2 separate regions of the Xenopus laevis genome follow, and region 1 is linked to region 2. The links are chromatin contacts, called in public Hi-C maps. All regions are on one chromosome and are shown on one strand. Each heading gives the region's core, a stretch centred on a gene start, on an enhancer-like site or on the middle of the called end of the contact. The rest is flanking DNA. Distances are from core to core; before and after follow the strand shown. Region 1 holds the start of ski.L (SKI proto-oncogene L homeolog). Region 2 overlaps ski.L (SKI proto-oncogene L homeolog).

Evidence for each region. A called contact is a pair of places that touch in the nucleus more often than the background predicts.
Region 1: a contact with region 2 is called in a Hi-C map of the XTC cell line, with 4 times the contacts expected there. The contact joins the promoter of ski.L here to the enhancer-like site in region 2. A contact is called at or near these places in 2 of 4 Hi-C or Micro-C datasets (the XL177 cell line and the XTC cell line).

The regions. Positions count from the first base shown.
Region 1 is chr7L:94,829,708-94,834,920 of Xenopus_laevis_v10.1, reverse strand. ski.L (SKI proto-oncogene L homeolog) reads left to right here and starts at 3,456. Exons shown (of 7, transcript NM_001090643.2): 1 at 3,456-4,452. The coding sequence starts at 3,529.
Region 2 is chr7L:94,780,723-94,785,786 of Xenopus_laevis_v10.1, reverse strand. The region is part of intron 1 of ski.L (SKI proto-oncogene L homeolog); the gene reads left to right. Among protein-coding and RNA genes, the nearest start is that of ski.L, 48 kb to the left of the region's middle. Within about 2 kb of position 1,501, at least 1 of the 7 cell types and tissues checked has an H3K27ac peak or open chromatin away from gene starts, as enhancers often do.

The DNA of each region.
Region 1 (5,213 bases), core at 2,207-4,706, 47 kb before region 2:
AAAATGTTCCTTTTGGGGAACTTAGCATATAGTAATTGTCATGAGTGGGACAGAGGTTATCCTTATGAACAGGTCTGAAGCAATATAGAACAATAGGCTGGGGACCATGGTGATTCTGTTATGTTTAAAGGAGGATAAAATGAATTGTATTGAGTAACTGATGGCTTCTATGAAATGTTCCTGTCCAGCAATGATAATACCCATCCATTAGCATTATTAGTCAACTTCATCCATTATCTGCAACGTAGCCAACATGTGACTGTGATTATTTCCCTTATGTTTCTTTACATATGTTTTCATATTGTACTGCTTCTTCGAAAGGCAAGGTTTATAATTGATATAGTATTGGCCATGGGCACTACAACTATACATCTGTTTGACCTGAGCGCTCTGTTTAGTGTTGTTGTTGTGCCTCCTTTATAGCCTAGTTTAATATGGTACAGATTACAGTTCAGGCCTGGATCACATTTTCCTTTCTATAGTAGATGTAATGATATTTAGCTTTTTTTTTTTGTTAAAAAAACAAGGTAATGTAGAATACCATTTTATAGTCTGTCATAGCGTTTCAGACTGGGCCGGCACAGGGGAAAAACCCGGTGGGCCCAGGTCTTCATGGGCCCCGCTGACCCAGACCATCCTTTGCCCAAGACCGGACCAGAATATATTGTATGTGTAGGTACATCAAATATTTCACCATGTTTTGGCAAATGCACAGTTTCTGAATGCAGTACAGTTAGGGGAAAAAGTATATATATACATACAGACACTTGTGTGTGTGTGCATAATTGAAGGTCTTTATGAGGTCTTCATTTATGAGTTTGTGAGTTTATTATGTCTATTACATGTTTATTTATATAACAGTGAGTACAATATAAGGCCACAGTACACTGTGTTCATGTGGAATTCCCTTCTTGCATGCTTCAATACATTTATTTTATCTTTGCACAAGACTTTATTGAATAGTCACTGTGAAAACTTTATAAGATTATCCAGGGCAGTTTTGGATGTCAAGAGACAACTTCAGGGACATCTGCCATTGACTTCTACATGACATTAACAGATTTGAGTTGGAATCGAATTTTTAGCAGCTTTGGGGTATAATAAATATCTAAAAATTCAAGGTTTTTATTTTTCCACAAAAATGTTTTGTTTCCCTCCTAAAAATCTCGACCAGATAAATTCGAGGTTTAATAAATGGGCCCTTTAGAATTAAGCTGGGAGTGATATTCTGAGACAATCTGCAATTGGTTTTCATTTTTTATTATTTGCTGTTTTTGAATTATTTAGCAACTCCCCAGTTTGCAGTTTTAGAAATGTGGTTGCTTGGGTCCAAATTACCCTAGAAACCCTGTGTTGAATTTAATAAGAGAATGGGATATAAATAGGAAGTAGGGTTGCCACCTTTTGCAGGGAGACTGGACAGGGGGAAGTTTTTTTTAGAGGTGTGTCCGTTATGTCAGGTACAGGGTTATGACGTTGCAATTGCCAAGCCATTTATTTAAAAGACGTCTGGATTTCCTAATTTGGTGATCTGGGCAGGCACTTTTCACCCGGACAGCCATCCTGAAAACCGGGCTGTCCGGGTGAAAACCCAAATAGGAATATAGCCAATAAAAAATAGCAATAACAATGGATTTGTAGCCTTACATTGCATTTGTGTTTTAGATGGAGTCAGTGTCAGTTGGAAAAAGTCAGAAGTTAGCAAATCATTCAAAAGCTGTAAAAAAGAAAAAAATCAAGGCCAACTGAAAAGTTGCTAGAATTGGCCATTTTATTACATACTAAAAGTTAACTTAAAGGCCAACCACCGCTTTAAGAGCTGAATCATCAGATATGCAGGTAGAAACAATAGAATTCTACCTCTATCTGAGAATTCAGCATTAATGTTCGGGCGCCCGCCTTGCCTCCCACCGCCGAATATCGCATTAAACGTTATTTCGTATGATAACATCTGTGTGTGTATGGTCACCTTCACAATGATCCGTGTGTTGTACCTTCCTGCAGATGCAACGCCACCACTTGTTCCCTATCTACTCAGCTCCAGGCTGCACGGAATCCCACCACCTTGGGCAACTCACATACGACAAAAAAGTCTGAAAATAACTTCCTATAGATGAACATTTACATTGCTGCAGTACAGTTGCATTACACATGAAATCACAAACAGGAGCATCTTTTCGAAATAAAGTATTCGCAAGGATGCCAGAATTCTAATGGTTGTCAATAGGTAGGTGTTTTTTGCCTGTGGGCAGGCCTGGACTAGCAATCTGTGGGTTCTGGCAAATGAAAGAGGGGCTGCTGTAATATGCCAAGGGACAGTGACTGTTTATTGGGCTGGTGGGGGCTGTTTTGGGCTTCTGTGTACTGGATAAACCAGGGTCTGTTTTTTGAATCCCAGTCTGGACCTGCCTGTGGGCACTGAAATGTCCCATGTGCTATTGCCTTTAATGTCACGTGGCTTTAAAGCTCTGGGAATCTTTCATATGGGTGTTTTTATTCATCCTTAGGGTTTTATACCTCGAGTTCCCAGACATGGACATGGTGTGGCCCTGCACCTTGTACGGATCTGCAGCTTGTGCAATTACAGTCCAACTTATATATACATTTGCATCTGAAAACAAATATATAGAATTTTTCACAGAAATTGTAAACGACCCAGTGGACACTGTAGAGGAATATGATTGGGGAAATGGCAGTATTTAGTGGAATAATATGTGAGAAATGTCTCCTGACCTGTTGCTGATCATGACCTCATTGTACTGCGTGTTTAGTGACAGGAGAAAGTAAAACACCCTCCCGCTTCTGAAGCCGGCGGTTTCACACACGAGAACCACGAGTTTTATTTTGCCTTCGACAGACAAGTTTTTTTCCGCTTTGCAGTAGAAAAAAAAAAGAGGCAGCGGCAGCAGCAGGAGGAGGAGGAGGAAGGGGGTGGAGGTTGTTCCTGGAAGAGCCACAGCCTGGGGAGTTGGTCACATTCTTGGCTGGGATTCAATGACTGAGGCAGACACCAACAAACAGAGAGAAAGGGGGTGGAGAAGGGAAAGAGGGAGGGGGAGTGCAGACAGAGTGCAGGAGCCATTCGAGCAGTGAGCAGCACCGGGAAGGCAGCAGTCTGTGTGTCTGGGAGAAAGAGCCCTGCTCGCTCCCTAACCTCCAGCAGTGGAACATGACGGGGAACTCGTGAGTCTGTCCCGCCCGCAACTTCCCACGAACCCCTCCACCGACGCTTTGTACTGAGGGGAAGTTCAGGCGCGTTTGTGACTCCTCAGCGGAAAGACACATTAGTGGGACTGAGAGAGAGGGACTGAGTGAGAGGGACTGAGTGGGACGCTATGGGCAGCCTCCTCGTATCTCTGGACTGAAGCTTTGGCCAGGGGATCAGACAGGACAGTGAGACAGTAACGTGTATGGACTGAGCTCTGTGCGGATTGCAAGTAAAGCCCCGAGCCATCGAGTGATTGATCAGCGCGGAACTTGCCCAGTGAGTGAGTGAGTTGTTGTTGCTGCCGCCGGGACCTTCTAGGCATGGAGACCGTGAGCCGCAGCAGCTTCCAGCCCCATCCCGGGCTCCAGAAGACCCTGGAACAGTTCCATCTGAGTTCCATGAGTTCTCTGGGCGGCCCGGCCGCCTTCTCCGCCCGCTGGGCTCAGGACTTGTACAAGAAGGAGAGCGGCAAGGAGCCCCCGGAGCCCATCCTCCATCTGCCCAGCCAGCCGCCTCCAGTCATCCCCGGGGGTCCCCTATTTATGCCGTCGGACCGCTCCACTGAGAGGTGCGAGACTATTCTGGAGGGAGAGACCATCTCTTGCTTTGTGGTGGGGGGCGAGAAGCGACTGTGTCTCCCTCAGATCCTCAACTCGGTGCTGCGGGACTTCAGCCTTCAGCAGATCAACGCCGTGTGCGACGAGTTGCACGTGTATTGCTCCCGCTGCACGGCCGACCAGCTGGAGATCCTGAAGGTGATGGGGATCCTGCCCTTCTCCGCGCCCTCCTGTGGCCTCATCACCAAGACGGACGCCGAGCGGCTGTGCAACGCCCTGCTGTACGGGGGAAGCTACCCGCCCCGCTGCGCCAAGAAGAGCGACTTCCCGCCGGGACCTTTAGAGCTGGAGCTGACCGAGAGCAGTTTCAAGGTGTATCACGAGTGCTTCGGAAAGTGTCGGGGCCTGTTCGTGCCCGAGCTGTACGGACACCCCAGCGCCCCCTGTATCCAGTGCTTGGACTGTCGCCTCATGTACCCGCCGCACAAGTTCGTGGTGCACTCGCATAAGGCGCTGGAGAACCGGACTTGCCACTGGGGCTTCGACTCGGCCAACTGGAGGGCCTACATCTTACTGGCCCGGGATGGGGTCGGGGGAGACGACGAGCAGGCCAGGCTGGGTCGGCTGCTGGATGAGATGAAGGAGAAGTTCGACTACAGCAACAAATACAAGAGGAAAGCAGTCAGGGTAAGTGACGGTCTGAGACTCACCTGGCTAATTACTTTGTGCTGTGACTTTGTCCTGCCTAAGGGCCAAGCCATACATGTGATATTAATGCCAATATTGCCCCCCTGGCCTTTTATAGCAGCAATTACTATTCCCTTCCCAATCAGTGCTCATTCCAAAAAGTCGCTGCTCCTAAAGGTTTTGTCCCAGGAGCTCCAGAGTTAAAAACCTTATCCCACTAAGGGTGATGGGAGTTGCAGGGTTATAATGGTTTGTGTTCAATGTCCTCCAGCTGTTGTGTGGTGTACAACTAGTATTTCTGCCCCAGCTATTCCCAAATCTGGGTTATCACTGTGCCCTTGCCTTTAACTGTGTACCCTCCCAAGTGACCGTGTTTTGTACAGGAAGTATACTAGAGGGCATGTACCACTTTATTGTATACACCACCCTGCCTATGGGACTGTTTGTAATCCTCTATTCTCTGTGATATATATATATTTATATAATTCATGTGAGCGTTCCTGGCATTCGCCAGCGGAATTGTTGATTGGCATTACTGTATGTCGCCCCCATTTCCAGCTGATAGTGAGATGAAGACAAAACCTACATACAGAGTAGAACAGGAATCACACTGTGGGCACTCCATAGCTACGCTAGCGTCTGTACCTTTAACACGAGGCGAGGAGATTCATGGCCATGCATGGAAAGGTAATAAGGAGTCAGGGAAGAGAACATCACCCTGTATGTGGCATTTAAAGTGACCTGATGGTAACCCTGCTTCA
Region 2 (5,064 bases), core at 252-2,751:
GTCCATCTTTTTGTCACACTTTTTACATTTGGGCATTTGTTTATTGTAGCTTGATGAAGTGATGATGATGCCCACATAGTTTGTGTGTTTGTAACCATAACGTTTGAATAGGGGCCGTGTCAATTCACTTTTTTTGGTTGCAAGGTAAGCAGTTCATGTTGTCATAGAGGCGTTTCCGTTAATCTATAATAAATCATGTTAGACATATAAAGTAATAAAAGATACATTTATGAGCTATATGTTAACTTTAACCAGTTAGACCTGAATGATATATGGCTTTACTAGGCATGGCTAACACATGTAATTTGTGTTCCTAGACACTGAAGTCGGTAATATTTATCTGCTTAAAGATTCATTATATTTATTTAGAATATTATACAAATGTGTGCCCCATATGTTGATGAGACCTGTGTGCTGCTTTAACAGTCTATACGTTGTGTAAGTTTTATTTCACAATCATGGCCAGCTAGCATTTGTCTGTGTCTAATAACGGACACCTTGTCTTAAGGTCTCTTTAGTTTTTTTTGTTTTTTTTTATCGGTCATAAAAGTGCATTTAAGCTGGGCAGCCATAAACAAGAGCCACGCTTCCTTGAAGTTCATATTAAAGCATTCTCTTTTAATTAACTTGGATTCCTAGTATATAACCCTTCCAAGTGTTGTGACCACAACATCCTGTGTTCCATGCTGCCTTTCTCATCTTGGGTAACATCTCCTTTAATCCTGGATGGAAAACTTTGCTTGTTTCATATTGATCCTTTGTAAGGAAGGGCAGGGAGCCAAAAATCCATTAGCATGTACACCCCGCAACTATGGGTGTAACAACTCTGGAATGTCTGAGGCTAAACAGCTTTAGAATCTAAGAAAAAGGCTCTCCTTCCTCTTGTAATCGTTGAATAAAGAAGTCTATTTTACTCAGAAGACAGTATTATAATGCTGTCTGTAAAAAAAAAAAAAAAAAAAGATATTTTTATTTGACTGTATATTGGCTTTTTTGCACTCTTTTATTCCCAGTTATCCCTTGAAAAGTTAAGATCCAGTAACAGGCACTGTTGTCAGTTCATGTACAAATTATTTAAAACCAAACATTTCACATTACATTTTACACATATATGACATTGCTTAATACTGTTTTTTTCCCAGATCTAAGCCTCCTAAATTTGACTTACATTATTTTATGGGTCTCTCTTTTAGAATGGGCCCTTCACATATTCCTACCCAGAATCCATTGAATGTGAATGCTTTTTCATTGCTAGTTGGCAGAGAAAGAGCAGTGAAGAACTGAATCCTGTGCTGTGCCTTTTGTTATGAGCAAGTTTTCCCCATGCTTCATTGTATCTGGTCATCAGCTTGAACAAAGAGTTAAGAATTAGTGTCGTCCTTTTTTCAAAAGGGCTTCTGTTTTAATGGCTCTTGTCTAGCCATTTACCTCGGATTGAACCTCCAGCCCAGAAACAGGGCTGGAAATGACCCTTATGGGCTCCAACCATCTTTCATAGCTGTGCACGCCCACTAGAACACTCATGAAAGCCACTGACCTCTTCTCACCCCTTCCACTCTCCATGGTGCATTGTTCCCGCATGTTTTCCTTTTGAGCCACAACTTCTTTATGCTTTTTAGTATCCCATGGGGCAGTTTGTTTTCCTCCGCTTCTCTTTCTACCCGATAGCAAAACATTTTGTACATTCACTATAAAGCATGCAATATCAAAGCATCTTCACTTCACAGTAAATCAGATCTGCTCCTCATTAGTTTCCCTAGTGTACTTTTTTTTGTTTGTTTCGATGTTGTCTTTAGATATTTCATGTGTCTATGCTTTTGTTCTTTATACTTTTTGTTAATTGATTTTATCTTTTTTTGGTCAAATTTGGCAGTTGTGTAAAAGCTTGTTGTTTGCATGCCACATAAATACACTGCAATTCTCAACATAAAGTGCTTCCATTAATTATGCAGTTTTCTATGTTTCCACTGTTTGGCTGTCATTCATCATAGACACAATTGGAACAGCAACACCTAGTGTGCAACTGATAGTACTGTTGTTGAAAATGTTGTGCAAAATCTAAATCTGCCCAGTACAGGCAAACACAGAGAAGCAGTGTACAGTTCCTTTAAATAATCTGTCTGGAATGGAATTTACAGCTCACTTTTAATGCTGAATTAGTTCCTGTAAGGGAGAGAATAATATGTTTCATTGTATAAGGGGAAATGGTGCTGCATTATTATATTGCTGATCACAAAATAGACTCGACAAATACATGATCTCCTGAATAAATGCTAATCTGTATGTGGTTATATTTGTTTTGCCTTTTGCTAGTCCTGGTCTTAATGTTAGAAGTATTTTCATAATTATAGGTTGTCCCAGACAGCACTTCCTTGTGGCTTTATTGAAGCAGCAGAAGAAAAGGCATGGTCTTTGTGAATTATAACGTATCCCTTTACTGCTGGAGTCCTCCTTTTGCTCTCTGCCAATCTAATTTCATTTAACACTCCTTGCTGAAGTTTTTAGTAGGGTTTCATGGGTACTGTGCAGGTGTGAATTTTGGAGGGTAGCCAGGAATAAAGTAAAGAGAGGCCACATTGTCGCCAAACCTTTTGAATCTCTGGCAAGACTCCCAAGCACCCACCTCCCTCCCTTCCACCCCCTTCAAGGAGCAAGCGTACAGGGAAAAAAATGGCTAGACAGAAAAATTGATTGTTCATGTAATTTGATTTGACATAAGGCAAAGTGGAACGGGAGGACAGGGAAAAAGCTACAACCTCAGCACTGCATTAGCAGGACTGCATTGATGTGAAAGAATTTATAGTTGCCCTATTTCTCTTCAGGAAGCACATTTACACAATCCCAACCAGCAAGGGTCAGAGGAACCTCCAGCAATATCAGAATGAATGCTCCCTCTGTAGTCTACGATACATTGTAGATTTATTCTGCAAAGCCCTGGATTGCAAACAAGAATAGATTTCATTGAGAACGCACACTAGGCAAGTTGCTTAATGCTGGTCGATTTACCATTGCCCTTATTAACAGAGCTCGACAAATTGCTTGGAAGGGGCTGAGCAGGACTGATTCAGGCACAGAGATGTCTTGTGCAGCCTAGCAAATGTCGGGTTTTTTTTCTTTTCTAGATATGACCTTGCAGTTGTGGTTGGTGGCCCAGAAGTGAAACTGGATCCCTTAAAATGTAGCTTTTCGGTGTTTGGAAGGCATACATTGATTGATAGGATACACAGCCAATAATTGTGCACATCTAGCTTATTCATTTAATCACTGGGATCTCTTGGGAAATGGCTCCTGCAAAGTTCCCCAGCAAGCATCTTAACATTTCTCTGGATGCATACATAGGGGCCCCAGAATTCTTTGTAATGTTTAAATTCAATGCGTTTCTATTTAGAATGTTTCAGGCAAGGTGTGCAAATTATTTCCCTCTCCATATATAAGAATGCTCTGAGCGTAGACTAATATAGCCTATAGTTCTCTTAAATTTTGTAAAGTTTGTTTTTGCTTTAAAATCCCTTGTCAGCAAAATTAGGTTTACTCTCGTTGTGTGCTTTTGTGTAGGTGGGGTCTGCTCTTTAGTAACGGCAGCCTTCGAGTTCAAGGTGATGATATGCAAACAGCGGCCTTGTTGCCTTGGAGTTTGTACTTGCCAGTGTTCCCTGCTGTACTACAAACCCTTTAGAGATAAACACATTCCTGGAAAACCTTCCACAAGAGATCTAGCTTCATAGTGCAACCAGCTAACTCTCTCTTGATTTGGAAACCATTGGGTCACGGGTGGGAACCACACATTAGTTTATTGTTCAAAAAAAGTATTCCGGTTTCCTAATGACTTGGCATCATCATCGTGTATGGACCGACCTGGAGTTGGATGGGTTTCTAAAGATCATACAGCACCACTCTAAGCAAACTGTTGTCACCAAAGTAGAGCATTGGTGGCCCTGACAACTAAAACAATCCTCATCATTCATATATCCATAAAGTGCTTAAATAAACAAGGGCCTTGCAATATTTTAACAAACAAGTTGCAAAATTAAAAATGTGATCAGAGGGCCCTGCTTGAAAAAGCTTACAATCTAGATGTAATTTAATAAACTATTTTTTTTTATTTATTTTTTAGAATTAGAATTCCACAAAAGCCAGAGGTCTGCAAATATAGTTGTTACTTAGTTGTAATAGCTTATGCTCTGTATATGTGTGCTGTTAAACTTTAGTAAAAAAAGAAATTGCAAATTTCCCTCCACTGGGTGTAAAGTTAACTACTTTGCAAGCTGTATTGTGGAAACACTAATATTAACACCAATTTAAATTTCTTAAAAATACTGGGGATCAAAATCACCTCCAGCTGTATGTGTATTTGTTGAAGCTCTAATCTGCAGGCACATGTCTGATGTTAAAAGGTTTTAGCAGTGCCTTCAGCTCATCAGCCCCTTCCCTCTGTCCTGGAAGCAGACATTAAATGTAATTGGTCTTGAAAGGGGAGGTTTAATACAGCAGCCTGACCTGCAAGGACTGAACGATCTGTCTGGGATTTGATCATTATTTTGACCCAGGCAAATCCTTTCATCACTGGGAAATCTGCTTAGTTTGAAAAGTGCTTCCCCTTGAACCTGGAAATGACATTCCTGAGCATTAATTGCCACAATAAAACCAACTCTCAGGGCTGCCAGATAAACAATACAGTGTCCCAGACAAGTAATCCCTGTAGCCCTCCAGCTGTTGAATTATAACTGTACTTCACACACATTTTTTTTTAAGAGAATAATGGGTATTCAACACCCCTGTGCTAGAAGAGACCAGCTTTTACATAATTGTGGGTGGGCAGATTTTATAATATAGTGAATAGTAATAGTGAAAAGTACCCCCTCTTTTAAAATATAAGTATATTATAAGTTAGAGTTCAGCGACCCTTGAAAAACATTTTTTATACTGGTCATAGAACTCTGCAAAAGGGGGTACTTTATTATAATACACAAGTTTCAGTGAGTCGTGACAGAAATGACATCACTACTCACCGTTTATAACTGATGACATCACTAAGCACGGTTTATAAGTATATAATTTACAGGA